Regions from separate parts of the Mus musculus genome. Here regions 1, 2, 3 and 5 are each linked to region 4. A link is a contact called in public promoter capture Hi-C data. All regions are on one chromosome and are shown on one strand. Each heading gives the region's core, a stretch centred on a gene start, on an enhancer-like site or on the middle of the called end of the contact. The rest is flanking DNA. Distances are from core to core; before and after follow the strand shown.

Region 1 (2,779 bases), core at 154-2,653, 2.0 Mb before region 4:
ATAGTTTCCTCACTTGCTGGCAAAATGCCACTGACACTGTGTTCTTCAGACAGGTAGTGACTAAAACCTAGTTTTTAAACTTATTCTTTTCTTTCATGAATTTCTGTCTACCTAAAATTGGAGTTTCTCAAATATAAGTTGTAAACTTTGTTTAAAATTTCCTGAATAAATTAGAGGGAATCTTTATTTTTTTATTTTTTGAGTTTATCATATGAGGATATCAGTTCCATATCTCCTCCAAGTTCTTCTGTGTTCCTGCAATTCTCTTTCAAATTCATTGACTCACCATCATCATCATCATTTTTATATAGTAGAAACAGCCCTACAGAATATATTTAGGTTTGCTGAGATGCACATGTGTTTGGGGCTAACTGCTTGGTTGTATCATAATGCATGTCTTGTTTAAATCATTACTGTTGAGATATTGTGGTTGTAGCTTCGCTGTCATGCCTAACCAACAGTATCTTACAGCAGGCATCCCTGCCCTGGGGCTCTTAGAGTCTTTCCATCTCTTTTTTTCTACAGTGCTCTCTGATCATTAGGTGTAGGAGATGAGTTAGTGGTGTGTACCCCACAATCATTTATTTTCTGCCTTTTTAACCAGTTGTGGATTTCTGTAATATTCTCTATCTGCTGCAAAAGATGTTTCTTTGATGAGTTGAGAGCTAATTTATCTGCGTGTAGAAAGATAAGTATTTAGACTGCAGTTAGAAATTATATTGGTTTAGGAAAATAACAGTCATCCATTCTCCTTTAGAATCTTTGACTTCTCCAGTCACGGGATGTTTATTTGACCAGGCATATATTCCTTTCTATTAAGTGGACCTTACATTAAACTAAGTGTCTGTTGATTTCCCCAAGATGAAAGTGTGACTATTGAACCACTGAGGATATCTGCTAGGCCTGTTGATGTTGAAGGAACCTTTATTTTTTTATGGCCAAATACAGCACATAATAATTTCTGTCTTAGTTTTGAGTTCCAGTAGTTTTTCTTTACCTTTACATATTATGTATTTCTCATAGGATGCACTTACCTCTTCATCATACAGATTAATACCTAATTAAATGACAAACTGTACAATGATGAAAAAAATAATTGTGCATTCTGGATGAGGGCCAGTCTTAGAGTTTTACTGCTGTGAACAGATACCATGACTAAGGCAACTCTTACAAGAGACAACATTTAAGTGGGGCTGGCTTACAGGTTCAGAGGTTCAGTCCAATGTCATCAAGGTGGGAGCATGGCAGCATCTAGGCAGGCATGATGCATGAGAAGCTGTGGGAGGGTTCTACATCTTCATCTGAAGGCTGCCAGAAGATTGGCCCCCACATGGTTAGGAGGAAGGTCCCATTGCCCACTCCCACAGTAACACACTTCCTCTAACAAGGCCATACTTCCTCCTAGTTAAATACCACTTCCTGAGCCAAGCATATTCAATCAGCCACAGGGTCTTAAGCAAACTACTCAGACAAGAAACTAGATGTGGGTGCTTGTCTGGGAAGGCAGTTAACTACAACAAAAAACAAATTACTGTAAAGAAGCAATCCCTAAAGTTGTTTTAAAATTCATACTTATACTTATGACTATGCTGTTCAACTTTTCAATTTTCAGAGTTAAGAATGTTGCAAATTAAGAACCCATGTTGAACAAACTAGATATCACAAGGGAGAAAAATCAGGCAGGCAGTGAACTCCTCTATTGTAACAAATTACAGAATTATCAATGACCATGGTTTATTTCAAGGGTAAATAGATTTAGTAAGGCATTAACCAAGCTGATAGAATATGAGAAAGGGCAACAGAAACAAATAATCCAAATACCTGGAAAACCAACTATATGTCTTTTATGCATACTGATCAAACAATTCACAGATATGTTCATTAAAGAATATATAATGACTAATCAAATAAGTCATAGAAAATTTTAAAAATTGTTATTATAGTTAGTGTAAATATTCTGTAATCTCCAGTTATTCTGGAAAAATGAAACAGAAGGTGAGAGGGGTGCATACAGCGGTGAAGAACTAAAAGCTTGGGTTTGGTTATTGAATGCATGGGGATCAGGAAGAGGAAGAATCGCTGTTTGAGGAATCTAGGTTGAAGCAACTGCCGTGTCCTTTCTAGAAGCAGTAATGATTGAGTGAAGAACAGAACGTAGGAAAATATAACTTTTGCTCTAGATATGTTGCATCTAGATGCTTAGAGAATATTTATATTTCAAGTTTTATTTTCCTAGGTATTTTTGTTTTTGTTTATAATTTAAGGTCACTCTTTCTCATTGGTACATCAAGTACTTGTTTCTCCTAAAACCAGAGACTTTCCATTAAAGCCTCAAAAAACCTAGCTATGGTCCATAGGTAGTGTACTTTGAAAAATTATCCTAAAGATTCAATTTGGCAAAGTTCTACTGCTGGTGTTCAAAACATTCTTCATGATGGTGATCATGGTGGTTGGAATGGCAAATGTCCCCCATAAACTCACATAGTCCCCAGCTAGTGGCACTATTTTGTGGGCGAGGCTATGGGACCATTAGAAGGTGTAGTGTTGTTAAAGGAAGTACCTTTCTGGGGGTGTGGTATTGGGGATGTACAGCCTCGCCCTACTTCCAGTTTGCTCTGTCTGTTTTCTACATGTGGTTGAAGATGTGATCTCTCAGCTTCCTGCTTAGGTTGTTTGTTGCCATGCCTCCCCCACAATTATGAACCCTCCCTCCGGAACCGTAAGTCAAGTAACCTTTCTTTTACAAGTTACTTTTGTCCATGGTGTTTTATTGCAGCAA
Region 2 (2,837 bases), core at 323-2,822, 2.1 Mb before region 4:
TTGGCTTATAGCATAAATTTATAGCATTGACAATCAAGACTCTAAATCCCGTACAGATTTAAAAACAGTACTGGTTATCACAGATATTGTTATGTACACGTGCATCGAATAGCATGTATGGTACAAATTGTACTTCTTACAGACTTCAAAATACACCTGGGGAAAACCTGCCAGATTGTTCAATCTTGCTGTTTGAAACCCTGGTACGTCTGTTTGCTTGACAAAAAGAGTCACATTCTTAAAACTGTTGAAGGAACTTCAGATTAGAATTTTAAATCGAGGTAATCACATACTATTATTATTTGAAAAGACTCTGGTGGGGCTGGTGAGATGGCTCAGCAGTTAAGAGCACTGACTGCTCTTTCAGAGGTCATAAGTTCAAATCCCAACAACCACGTGGTGGCTCAAAACTATCTGTAATGAGATCTGATGGCCCCTTCTGGTGTATCTGAAGACAGCCACAGTGTGCTTAGATATTATTAAGCAAAGGAAGGAAGGAAGGAGAGAGAGAGAGAGAGAGAGAGAGAGAGAGAGAGAGAGAGAGAGAGAGAGAGAGAGAGAGAGAAAAGAAAAAAACTATTTTTTTCTGTGAGGTCACAGAAGCCTGTGACAAACGGCTCACAAGGGTGCTATTAACATATCAAAGGGCATATCAAAGGCCAGCTCTTCCAGGATAATCTGTACTTGTGTCTCCTCCCACCCTGCCCCCTACACTAAGCATCTCCCTCCCAAGGGCTGACCTTCAGCTTCCTTTCTCCTAGCCAGATCCTGTATCATTCAACCATTTCAGCCTCACAGCTCTCTGAGTCTCTTGGGCCAGGCTGCTTCTCTTGGCCGGTGGCTCCTCTCTTTCCCCCTAGCCCTCTCCTCTCTTCTCATGGTCCAACTTAGTCTGTCGCCCATCATGTTTAGCCTGGACTCTTCCCTCTACCTACTACTATCTCCCTAACATCTACAATAAAAATCTTCACCATACTTTTGAGATACTTATTTCTCCCTTTTATTTCGTCTTTTTTCATTCCACGAAGAAGAAAAGGAAATGAGTAATATTAACTGTTTTATACAAACAATATCAAAGGTAGAAGTGTACAAAAATGGTATTGACTCAGGACCCCCAGGACCAAATGCTTGGCACAAAGGAGATTTATTTTTTCCAGAGATACAAGGTTAGGGCATAGAAGACACGGGAGAAGGGGAAGGGAACAAGGAAGAGGAAGCTGGTGACAAATGACTGCCTCTGGATAGAGAGGAGACAGATGCAGCATATAGGAAAATGATGGTTTGTTTATAGAGGCAAAAGGGTAAACCCTGTGTTAGGAGGGGGTGATTAATTTTAATTGGGCACGTTAACTGGGGGAGCCTACTGGGGCTTTTGACTGCTGGACTTTAATACTTTGATAGACCTTGGCATTCAGCCCCAAGAGGAGGAAGTGGCCAAATAAGGGAATAGACCTTGGTGGTTAGCTTTAGGAATGTAATCTAACGGATTTTAGCAAGGCAGAGGGAGTGGGGAGGAAAAGGGCAAGGCCAGGCAGAGCCAAGTTTGCTGTGCTGGGGTTGGCGTGAGTACCTTCAGGAAGGGCAATAAAATGTTGAAATTGTGACAGTAAGGTTTCTAAGGCAGACTAACTACAGTGTCAGCCCTGCTGGAAAAGAATGGACAGAATGTGGGGGCTGAAAGAGGGCTAGGGTAAGGGTCTTCTGTGACCGTTCTGTAAGGGAACATACGTGGTGTTAGGTTGGAACTTCCCAAAAGCACAACCTGAACCTAGAATTTGAACAAACACATTTTAATTTGTTTAAAATTAAACAAATTAAAGAACATCAGAAGAGAACATCAGCTGAAAAATGCAGAAGTGAGACGTGTGGAAAGGAAGAAGGAAGACAGGAGGTACATCAGTGAGTTCATTTGTCACTGTGACAAAGTACCTCCCATCACCACCTTAAAGGGGTACAATCTGTTTGCCCTCACTATTTACAGGGCTTGCTTTGCACTTACGGAGGCAGAGCATTGTAGCACAGCAGACTTGCTCCTTTCTTGGCAGCTGGGAAGGAGAGAGAGACAGCAGAGTCTAGGCTGAAGATAAAGCTGTTGTATGGACAGGCTTTCCAGGACCTGCTACGTTCATCGTGGCCCCGTCTCCTTCCTCCCAAGGATACCATCAATTCATGACTCTCTCTCTCTTTCTTTTTCTTTTTTAGTGAGATGTATAGAGTAGTTTTTGTATACTATGAATACAAACTCTTATGATTTACAAATGTTTCTTTCTCATTCTATTGTTATTGTTGAAAGGCAGAGTCTTTTTTTTTGGTCTTTTTTTTTTCTATTTATTTATTCATTTATTTTTATTTTATTTTTTTATGGAATCATAATTTTAATAAGTATACTCTTGAATGTTTCACATTGTTTTCAGTTTTTTTAATTAATATTTTTTATTACATATTTTCTTCAATTACATTTCCAATGCTATCCCAAAAGTCCCCCATACCCTCCCCCCCACTTCCCTACCCACTCATTCCCATTTTTTTTGGCCCTGGCGTTCCCCTGTACTGGGGCATATACAGTTTGCGTGTCCAATGGGCCTCTCTTTCCAGTGATGGCCGACTAGGCCATCTTTTGATACATATGCAGCTAGAGTCAAGAGCTCCGGGGTACTGGTTAGTTTATAATGTTGTTCCACCTATAGGGTTGCAGATCCCTTTAGCTCCTTGGGTACTTTCTCTAGCTCCTCCATTGGGAGCCCTGTGATCCATCCAATAGCTGAATGTGAGCATCCACTTCTGTGTTTGCTAGGCCCCGGCATAGTCTCACAAGAGACAGCTATATCTGGGTCCTT
Region 3 (2,831 bases), core at 165-2,664, 2.1 Mb before region 4:
CCTCACTGCAAATGTCTGCAACTTCCACAAGTACTCTACACCTATGAAATAAAACCATTCTAGTAACAATTAAAGCTGTTATGAAAAACTAGGGGTGCAGTTAGAATTTTTCTTTGACTGCAAACTTACAGAAATGGGATCTGCAATTCTTGTGCCACGTGAAGCCTGAACTTTCCTGATCTTTTCTCTTGAAAGGTCTATTCTTGATACTGCCAATGAAAATAACCACCTCATAGAGGCGAGGAGGTTGGTTACGTGTAAAAGTGTTTCCAGAAGTCAGAAATATTTTAAACAAATGAGGAAGTTAAGATAGAGCACCCAGGGAACAAAAGCGAAACAGCCATTTACTACAGCAAAAGTAAACTGAGTTTTCAAGTCGAAATACTCACCAGCTTAATTTCCAGTCGGGTTTTTGTTTGTTTGTTTGTTTTTCCTTGATATTAAGTAGTGACAGTTTTCTGGATGCAAAACCACAGACGCATCCAATCCGAGCGACTTCGCGTTCGTTCAGACCCCGGAGACGCCTTCGACTCAGTTTTTCAACAGGTGGTGGTGGGGAAACAGTTCCTGGGCTTGCACCCTATTTTCCCGGTGGCGCCGGGAAGTCATGTCTTTACTGTAAAACACAAAAAACAAACAGAAAGGGAAGATGGTGGAGGGGCGGGAAAGGCAGGGCGCAGGCCCGCGGCAGAGCGGCTCGGGCCACGCTCTGCACACAGGTGTCTGTCTCTCTCCGCCTTCCGTGCGCGATCCCGAAGCTCCAGCCAGCCCCACGCCAGCTCGGCTCGCACGCCCCGGGGCGGGTGGCCCGGCGGCCCGCGCGCTCCGCAGGCCCGAGGCTCCGGTGGGGGCGGGGAAGGCGGGCGCGGGCCGCCGGACGTCTAGACAGCCTCCTCCCGCCGCGCCGGCCGAGGTGGCGCCCCGGCGCCGCGACCCCGCCTGCGGGCCGGGGCCGGGGCCGAGGCCGCGTCCCAGCCGCCCTCGGAGGGCCCCGGAGAAGTCCGCCGCACCGCCGCCGACTCCGTGGCTGTCCCCGGGGAGGGGGCGGCGGGCGCCGGCCGAGGCCGTCGCTGTCAGGCTGGCCCGGCTCCTTCCTCCTCCACCTCCGGCCCCGCCCCCGGTTCCCTCGCCCGGCCCGAAGGCCTGGGCTCGCCGCCCGCACCAACGGCCAAGCCCACCTTCCGCCTTCCCAGCTCTTCGGGACCGTAGGAGCGGGCCGCCGTTAGGGGAAGTGCACGAGCCCTCGCCAGGAAGGAAGAGAGGAGGAAGAAAGGGCAGAGCAACGGGATGAAGGAGATCCCGTTGCGGCCGCCGCTGCTTCCGCCGCTGCTTCAGCCGCTGCTCCTGCCGCTGCCACCGCCGTCGCCGCCGCCCGAGCGAGCTCCGCCGCGGCCGCCGTGTCCCCTGCCGCGCCCCGTCCTCCGGCGCGCCCTATGGCAGGGCTCGTAGGCGGTCCTCAGCAACCGCCGAGTAGTGTGGACCAACAGATGGCAGGCCTGGCAAACAGACGGCTAGTGTAACCAATAGGAAGGTAGGGCGGGCATGCCTATGATTGGCGGTGTCCTTCCTCCAGTGAAAACTGGGGGCGTGGGTGGGCGGAGCCGGAAGTAGAGCCCAGGCGAGTAGCCCTGTCCGGCTGGGGCGGAGGGAAAGGGGGAGGGAACTAGAGGAGGAGGAGGAGGTTAGCTGAGGCAGCGGCGGCGGCAGCGGCGGCGGCGGCGGCGGCGCAGGGGCTGGGTACGCGCTGGGCGGCGAGAGCCTCATGGCGGAGGAAGAGAGCGACCAAGAGGCCGAGCGCCTCGGAGAAGAGCTCGTGGCCATTGTGGAGTCCCCCCCGGGCCCAGTGGGGCTCCTAGCTGCGGGCGACGGCAGAGGGGGGGCCGGCGGCGGCGGCTGTGGCGGCGGCGTCGGGATCAGCAGCCGGGATTACTGCCGACGCTTCTGTCAGGTGAGGCGCCCGTCGGCCGCTCCGACTTGTCACTGGGCTCCCGGGCCTCTGCGTGGCTCCTGGCCTGCTGGCCCAGGTCTCTGCGTCGTGTCCGGGACCGGTCCTCCGGCGGGACGGAGAGGGAGTCTGGGAAGCCCCGGTCCCCTCTCTGCACCGCTCCGAGCTCGGCGATGGGGACGACGGGGAGTGGGGTTGGGGGTGACTTGCGGACTTGGAGGTGAGGAGAAAGTGAGTTTGTCGCGGCGGCGGTGGTGGTGGTGGGCTGGGAGCTGGACGGTCAACTGGAAAGCACCCCGTCCTGACATGCCTGTGCCTCCCTGCAGACCCTCTTCGTACCCCAGGGTCCCGCCTTTCTCAGGTTCACTACCCGGTCCCTCTCACTTCTGCTGGGCTCTCCCGTCTTTCTCTGTTACCCAGGTTCCCCCGCATTCTCTTTTTCAGAGACGCCAAGCATGCTATCACCCCACTGCCTGCCCTCCTGTCATCGCCACCCCTCCCCCTCTGCTAGGGTCGCCTGTCATTCCCTCACTAGGTCCCTCTGGACCAGTTCTTCCGTTGGCCTTGGCACTGTCCCACCGTTAGCTACTCCCCTCCCCCACCAGGTGTGTGTGTGTTGGGAGGGGGGGTGTTTTCCGTGTGGAACCTTATAGGAGTGATTGTCATCTTTCCCTTTTTTTGACCCCCTTCTCTGACAAGCACACTGTTTCCTAATTGTCTGACTACAGAGAAAGTCGTTTTTCCTGAAACTATTGCCCTCGTTACACCACCCCTCCCCCAGCCTTTAAATTACTCGTTTTTGGTTGGTCTGTTAAATTCAGTATCGGAAAAAGTGACAGTAAATTATTTGTTTCCTTTATTCTGCCGACTGCTTTTAAGGATTGCA
Region 4 (2,700 bases), core at 178-2,677:
TATATTTACTAGTAGGTGCATTTTATAGTGAACATAGAAAATGCACAAAATCTCTGAATATAACAGCTAAAGAGTAAATGAATTACTTTTTCTCAAATATAGAACAGGTGTGTATTCATGTAGTCATTTGCATACCAATTATTTTATTTTATACTGAATCAAAATTCTAACACACTATAGATTACTGAGGAACTTACAAAAAAATAACAAACAAACAAAAAATAAAACCAACTAAGCTTTAAATCACATTCGTGTAGAAGACATTTCCTTTGTATAGGATTTGGAGAGTCCAGCACCTACCTATCGCATATCCTATACTGATACTTTGAGCATCGAGTGCCATCTCAACGTGAAGATGCCTAGTTACTATAGGAGACCAAATCATCTCTGAGACATTTCTGGTTTGTTACCAGAGAACAAGGCAAATGCTAATGAGTGGTTATTCCTAACAATGTCAACACTGATGCTTGAAGTAGGCCAGGGCCTTGGTGAGTCCTTCCTGGTCCTTGGGAGTGTGGTCTTAGTGCTTGGTGAAAACAGGTATTATTCAAGTACCAATGATGTGACAGTTCTTATATCAAAGTCCAGCCACCTATAATAAATCAGCCTATTTAAAAAACAAAATTGAAACTGGAAAGCAGAAAAAGGCCGTTTATTCAAGGTGACCACATTGGGAAGAGGAACAAAGACATCCAGTGGAACCCCGTACCCAACCTCCGCCCGTGTCTTTGGCCATTGTCATCCGGGTTCAATCTCACCCTGTTAGAAGACGCTCTGACATTTTAGAGCTGTTGGAAAGCTCTTTCCAGAAGACAAGTTTCCCTATGGCTGTCCCCTCTTTCCTTCTCTCAGCCTGATACTTTGGGTCCATTCTTTCAGAGGCTGATAGATGGAGACCTGAGCATGTCTGGAAATATCTGCATCCCTGTCGAGCTGGCTACAGAGCATGCTAACGGCCAGCCCTCAGCACATGCCCGCAGTCTCAGTGGGGGCAGTCGGTACTTCCGGTGTAACATTTATCACTTCCCAGTTTGAAGATAGAGTGACTCGGGCAAATGTAAGGAGAGGCGCGATTTAATCTTTCTACCGCTTTTCTCATCGCGGGGTTCGGTTTTGTAAACCAGCAATGCCTGTGCATCTAAAACACTGATACAGGTCTTCTCTCGACCCCATGAACAGAGACAGGAAGGGTGACTCTGTAAACCAGCACCCACACTCCACCCTTCGCTCGGGGTTCGCACCCCAGCAGCTCCGGAGTCCCCAGAGAGCTTTGGCTCCGCCTCTTGCAGGACCTGAGTCTCCCGCGAGATTTTTGTCTACAATCTCGCGAGACCGGAAACAGGAACTGCGAGCCAGCCCATCTGTGACCTCCTCGCAGGACCCGGAAGTATGGCGTTTCTTCGTGTTACCCCGCGCGAACTCTAGCGGAGACCCGTAGTTGGCGAGCTCAGGCGGGGACCATGCTGACTCGGGTGAGGCTCTGGCGGTCGAGCGCCCCGGGCTGAAGCCACCGAGAGGCAGGGTGGACTGGGATGGGACCCGCACTGCCCACAGCCCGGAACCGTGCTGAGTGTGTTCCTGGTGCTGCTGCTGTCCCGCGGGCCGGCGACATTGTCACTGCGAGCTTTCTCAGCCCTGGGTGCACCCCGGTGATGAGGGGAGAGCCAGAAAGTTGGGGCGATGCTTATTTCCGTAAATAAACTTTGGAATACTTTTTTCTTTACAGTCTTACTTTAAAAGACAAACAACAACAACAAAACTTTTATGGCTTCTGAATTTTTTTTTTTTTTAGCATAGATTCACCTCTAACACTTGGTAATTACCACTTCGAGAAAAACCATGAAATAATTTTGTTACAAGTAAGGAGTTGATCCAACGGCAGGAACTGACATTTTAAAAATCAGGAAGCCCCACTCCTGACTAGCTATTATTGGCAGTAGCTGGCTTGAGGCCGGGAGAGAGTTGTCTTTGGGGTATGGCTCCACACCCCCATGTGCATAACGACAGCACTAATTGTTCCCGAGTGGATTTTTTAAAAGGACATGAAGTTGGAAGGGGAACACACAGTGGGAGTCTGGGTGGAGTTGGAGTGGTGTGGAGACGTGTTTATTAAAGTATGTTGTAGACAGGTATGGAAGTCTCCACGAATAAGTAGAGATATAAAGAAAATTTAATGTCACTGTCAACTTTCAATAAATATGTGATATCACAGTGTGTTGTCAGCACCTTTTTCTTATCATCATAGCTGAAAGCAAAATCAGAGGGGAAGCTTGCCAAACAGCTATGCAGAGTTGTGTTGGATCAGTTTGACAAACAGTATTCGAAAGAACTTGGGGATTCCTGGAGTACAGTAAGGTCAGTATGGTTCGTCTCTTGATATTTTGTGAGAGGAAAGGGAAGTATGTAGCAAATACCTCCTTGAGAGTGGCACAGTCCAGGAGGGAGGAGGTGACTGTACATTTTATGTGTGAAGGAATCACCTGGCATGTAGAAATGTGGGGCAGATAGTAATGCCCTCTCAAGCACTTGGCTTTTATCTGTAAAATGGGGAGGCACCACATTTTAAAACAACGCTGTAATAAAAATCCTAACTTGGAAGAAATTTAACTTAATGAAATTCAGGTAATACCAAGTCCTTAAAGTCAGTGTTCCTCTATCTTAGCTAAAGTCAGGCTTTATTTGGCAATTATTGTCACCATG
Region 5 (2,700 bases), core at 23-2,522, 2.8 Mb before region 4:
TGATCGATCCCCAAAGCTTAAACATTCTTGAAAAACATTATTATGATCCTAAAATGAATCATAGTAACGTTTTAGAGTGACCCTGGCATTTGAAGTCATATCTATGAAAAAAATGCTATTACTACTCCTACTATTAAGTACTAATAATTGAACCAGGGCCAGACATATAATCATAAGTTCTACCATTGAATAACACATCTCGGGGTTCAGCAATTTTGGTATCTTTGTTTTTGTAGTAGTTGTTTCGAGACTGGGTTTGTCTGTGTAGCCTTGACTATTCTGGAACTCTCTATGTAGATCAGTCTGGCCTCGAACTCACAGCGATCTGCCTACCTTTTTTGCCTTCAAAGTGCTGGGATTAAATGCTCCCCCTGCCTGTCACTGTTTTGCTTTGTAATCCCATGAAAGGCATTGCTGCTAAACAGGGGATTCGCAGGGGAATATGTTCAAGACATAATTATGATTGTAAATAGAAATAATACATTAATCAGGAAGATGTATACATAGTCATGAATGATTATGATTTCCATATTTATTTTATACAGTCAAGAACTTAAATGACTGTCCTTTTTACAGGGTATGGAGACTTTTGGTATTAAATATCAACCAAGTGCTATGTAGCAATTTCATAGATTCACTGTGCAGCCATTTTTTGGTGTGTGACTGTGTGTCTTTTCCTCCGCATTTATGTGACACCTAAACAAGTTGGGTTCTAAGCAAGAACACAAGTATCAGCAGCCTTTCTTGTTCCAAGTCAGGAGCATTAAACAATAGTGTGGCATTAGAATTCGCTTGTCACTCCTCTCCTGGACAATCTCTGAACCCCAGATCCCCAGGGACAGAAGCAGGCTGGTGGAAACACCAGAAACCGGGTGGTAGGTGAAGATGGGTCCCGCAAGAGGCAGCCAGGAGTCAGGTAGCATCAGGGCAGTCTGGGAAGATCACCTGGGACAAGCCTAGCAGGGCATCCCCTAAGGCCTTTGCATTGATCGCTTGGGAGTCCTACTGTCAATCAGTCTCAGGTCCGCAGTCCACCACACATCCCCAGGATCCCTAATTCCAACAACCTGGAACAACAAGGAAGGCGTGGATCAGGTTTCACTCTTGCCCGAGGTCAGCACAGAAACCAAGCGAGCATCTTGCAGACTCACGCGCCGCCAGCCTTGCCAACCTAGGTCCGGACGGGTCGCAACGGAAAGCAGGGAAGAGCGGGCAGCCTTTGAAGTGAGGGCACCGCTGCGGCTTCAGAGGCGCAGTGCGCAGGCGTGCTCGCAGACTGCGCACGCGCCGCCTAGAAGTGACTTCTCCAAAAAAGTGTCTTAGTTCCCGGTCACCTGAGCACCCAGGACGCGTTCTCGGGAGCCTCGCGGAGCCACGCCCGCCGCAGGTCGAGCTTGGAGACCCCGTCCTCCTCCTCCCGCCGCTGCCAGGCTTCTCCGGGATCCGTCCTTCTACCGGTCCTGTTCCCAGAACCGGGCCGGACCGAACCGGGCCGAGCTGGGCCGCCCGGGCGCGGCCGCTCACCATGGCCTCCCTCTTCAAGAAGAAGACTGTGGACGGTGAGTTCGGGGCCAGGCTCACCCGCCCGGGGTCTCTGGGGAGCTCCGGCCTCGGATCGGGTGCTGTCCCCCGAGGTGGGCCCGTGTCGGAGGCCCCACAGGTGACCATGGCTGCGTGACTCCGGCTCCACTGGCTTACCTGGCCGGCTCGCCCTCCTGACTGCCCTCACCCCACCCTCGTTTTTCTCCCCCCACCCTCGCCCGCCCCACTCCGGAGAGGATTTCTGAGCTTTCTAGGGAGGCAGACCAGTGCTGGCTCTCGGGTGTCATTAGACTTGGCGAGTTGATGAATTTCATGGTAGTTTTTTTCCCTGCTCGTTGGCTGCTCCTTCCGTGAAGACGCCGCACTTCCTGACATCCGAAAGGGATGTGTGTTTACTAGGGGACAAGGCAGGAGGTCACAGCGGGCCCACTTAGGAAATAAACTTGGGGCCAGGCTGGCTGTATTTTTACAAACACCTAGCGTTACACGTAAGAAAGACTCCAGCAGAAAAACCTAAGCCCAAGGGAAGGGTCCCGGTATAGTTTTTGCATAGTGCAGATTTTTCCTTTATGGTTATCTTCTGTCAACGAAAGTGAGGGTGGTGTAATTTTCATAGAAGTTCGCGTTTTTAAAAACACATTGTTTCAGGTGGCTTAGTGCCATCTTGTGATGAGGGAAATACTGGACGTATTGGAATGTACAAGTTTGGTAGCATTCACAGGCTGTGCTGTAGTGTGTATGTTATACGCGGCTGTCCCAGGTATTACATTCCCACCAAGTAATCTAAAAATTGCTTTTCATTGCATGTCGAGCCCAGGTTGCTGTTGCTTCAGCCAAATAATCATTCCTTTGTAAGGAAGGGTCTAGCCCAGCCACACAAGGAGCAGGGGCAGCTAGACTGTGATTGGTACAAACCCAGAGCTCAGCCCTGAGTTGGGGTAACTCCTTCATTTCTTTGTGTTCACTGTTCTAGTGCCAGATTTGGGGGGAGGATAACAAAGACACCATCTCTACCCTGCTACATGGCCTTTCATTTCCACACAGGATGCCATTTTATCCCTCATTTGTAAGACAGCAGAGTGCAGTTTTGCTTCTTCTGAGTGACTTTTTAAATTTTTGTTTTTTGTTTTTTTTTTTTGTTTTTTGTTTTCACTATGT

What was found. Promoter capture Hi-C pulls out the DNA fragments that hold promoters and counts their contacts.
Region 1: a contact with region 4 is called in a promoter capture Hi-C map of the HPC-7 cell line, with 7 times the contacts expected there. The contact joins the enhancer-like site here to the promoter of Nsun3 in region 4. A contact is called at or near these places in 5 of 39 promoter capture datasets (the HPC-7 cell line, embryonic stem cells and liver).
Region 2: a promoter capture Hi-C map of pre-B cells shows a contact between it and region 4, with 8 times the contacts expected there. The contact joins the enhancer-like site here to the promoter of Nsun3 in region 4. A contact is called at or near these places in 8 of 39 promoter capture datasets (the 3T3-L1 cell line, the C10 cell line, HPC-7-derived erythroid cells and 4 more), 4 of 115 datasets of contacts at active chromatin or transcription factors (acute myeloid leukemia, embryonic stem cells, epiblast stem cells and 1 more) and 2 of 9 other capture datasets (adipose tissue and liver).
Region 3: a contact with region 4 is called in a promoter capture Hi-C map of the HPC-7 cell line, with 4 times the contacts expected there. The contact joins the promoter of Cggbp1 here to the promoter of Nsun3 in region 4. A contact is called at or near these places in 15 of 39 promoter capture datasets (the 3T3-L1 cell line, 3T3-L1-derived adipocytes, the C10 cell line and 9 more), 6 of 115 datasets of contacts at active chromatin or transcription factors (astrocytes, cardiomyocytes, epiblast stem cells and 3 more) and 3 of 9 other capture datasets (adipose tissue, liver and pancreatic islet).
Region 5: a promoter capture Hi-C map of liver shows a contact between it and region 4, with 5 times the contacts expected there. The contact joins the promoter of Chmp2b here to the promoter of Nsun3 in region 4. A contact is called at or near these places in 14 of 39 promoter capture datasets (the 3T3-L1 cell line, 3T3-L1-derived adipocytes, the C10 cell line and 9 more), 2 of 484 Hi-C or Micro-C datasets (B cells and CD4 T cells) and 3 of 115 datasets of contacts at active chromatin or transcription factors (astrocytes, pro-B cells and thymic regulatory T cells).

Annotation. Positions count from the first base shown.
Region 1 is chr16:64,800,450-64,803,228 of GRCm38.p6, reverse strand. All of the region lies in intron 3 of Zfp654 (zinc finger protein 654), which reads left to right. Among named protein-coding and RNA genes, the nearest start is that of 4930453N24Rik, 31 kb to the right of the region's middle. Within about 2 kb of position 1,403, at least 36 of the 459 cell types and tissues checked have an H3K27ac peak or open chromatin away from gene starts, as enhancers often do. A contact at or near this core is called in the HPC-7 cell line, where this site is marked.
Region 2 is chr16:64,883,211-64,886,047 of GRCm38.p6, reverse strand. No RefSeq gene overlaps it. Among named protein-coding and RNA genes, the nearest start is that of Gm33971, 10 kb to the right of the region's middle. Within about 2 kb of position 1,572, at least 94 of the 459 cell types and tissues checked have an H3K27ac peak or open chromatin away from gene starts, as enhancers often do. A contact at or near this core is called in acute myeloid leukemia, adipose tissue, embryonic stem cells and 1 more, where this site is marked.
Region 3 is chr16:64,850,584-64,853,414 of GRCm38.p6, reverse strand. Cggbp1 (CGG triplet repeat binding protein 1) reads right to left here and starts at 1,414. Exons shown (of 3, transcript NM_178647.3): 1 at 1,179-1,414; 2 at 390-616. It overlaps Zfp654 (zinc finger protein 654), which reads left to right and starts at 1,692. Exons shown (of 9, transcript NM_001347245.1): 1 at 1,692-1,948. The coding sequence starts at 1,763.
Region 4 is chr16:62,785,443-62,788,142 of GRCm38.p6, reverse strand. It overlaps Nsun3 (NOL1/NOP2/Sun domain family member 3), which reads left to right and starts at 1,427. Exons shown (of 6, transcript NM_178925.3): 1 at 1,427-1,472; 2 at 2,246-2,355. The coding sequence starts at 1,461.
Region 5 is chr16:65,561,334-65,564,033 of GRCm38.p6, reverse strand. Chmp2b (charged multivesicular body protein 2B) reads left to right here and starts at 1,272. Exons shown (of 6, transcript NM_026879.3): 1 at 1,272-1,559. The coding sequence starts at 1,526. It overlaps Gm36457 (predicted gene, 36457), which reads right to left and starts at 1,226. Exons shown (of 2, transcript NR_166048.1): 1 at 1,172-1,226; 2 at 515-1,067.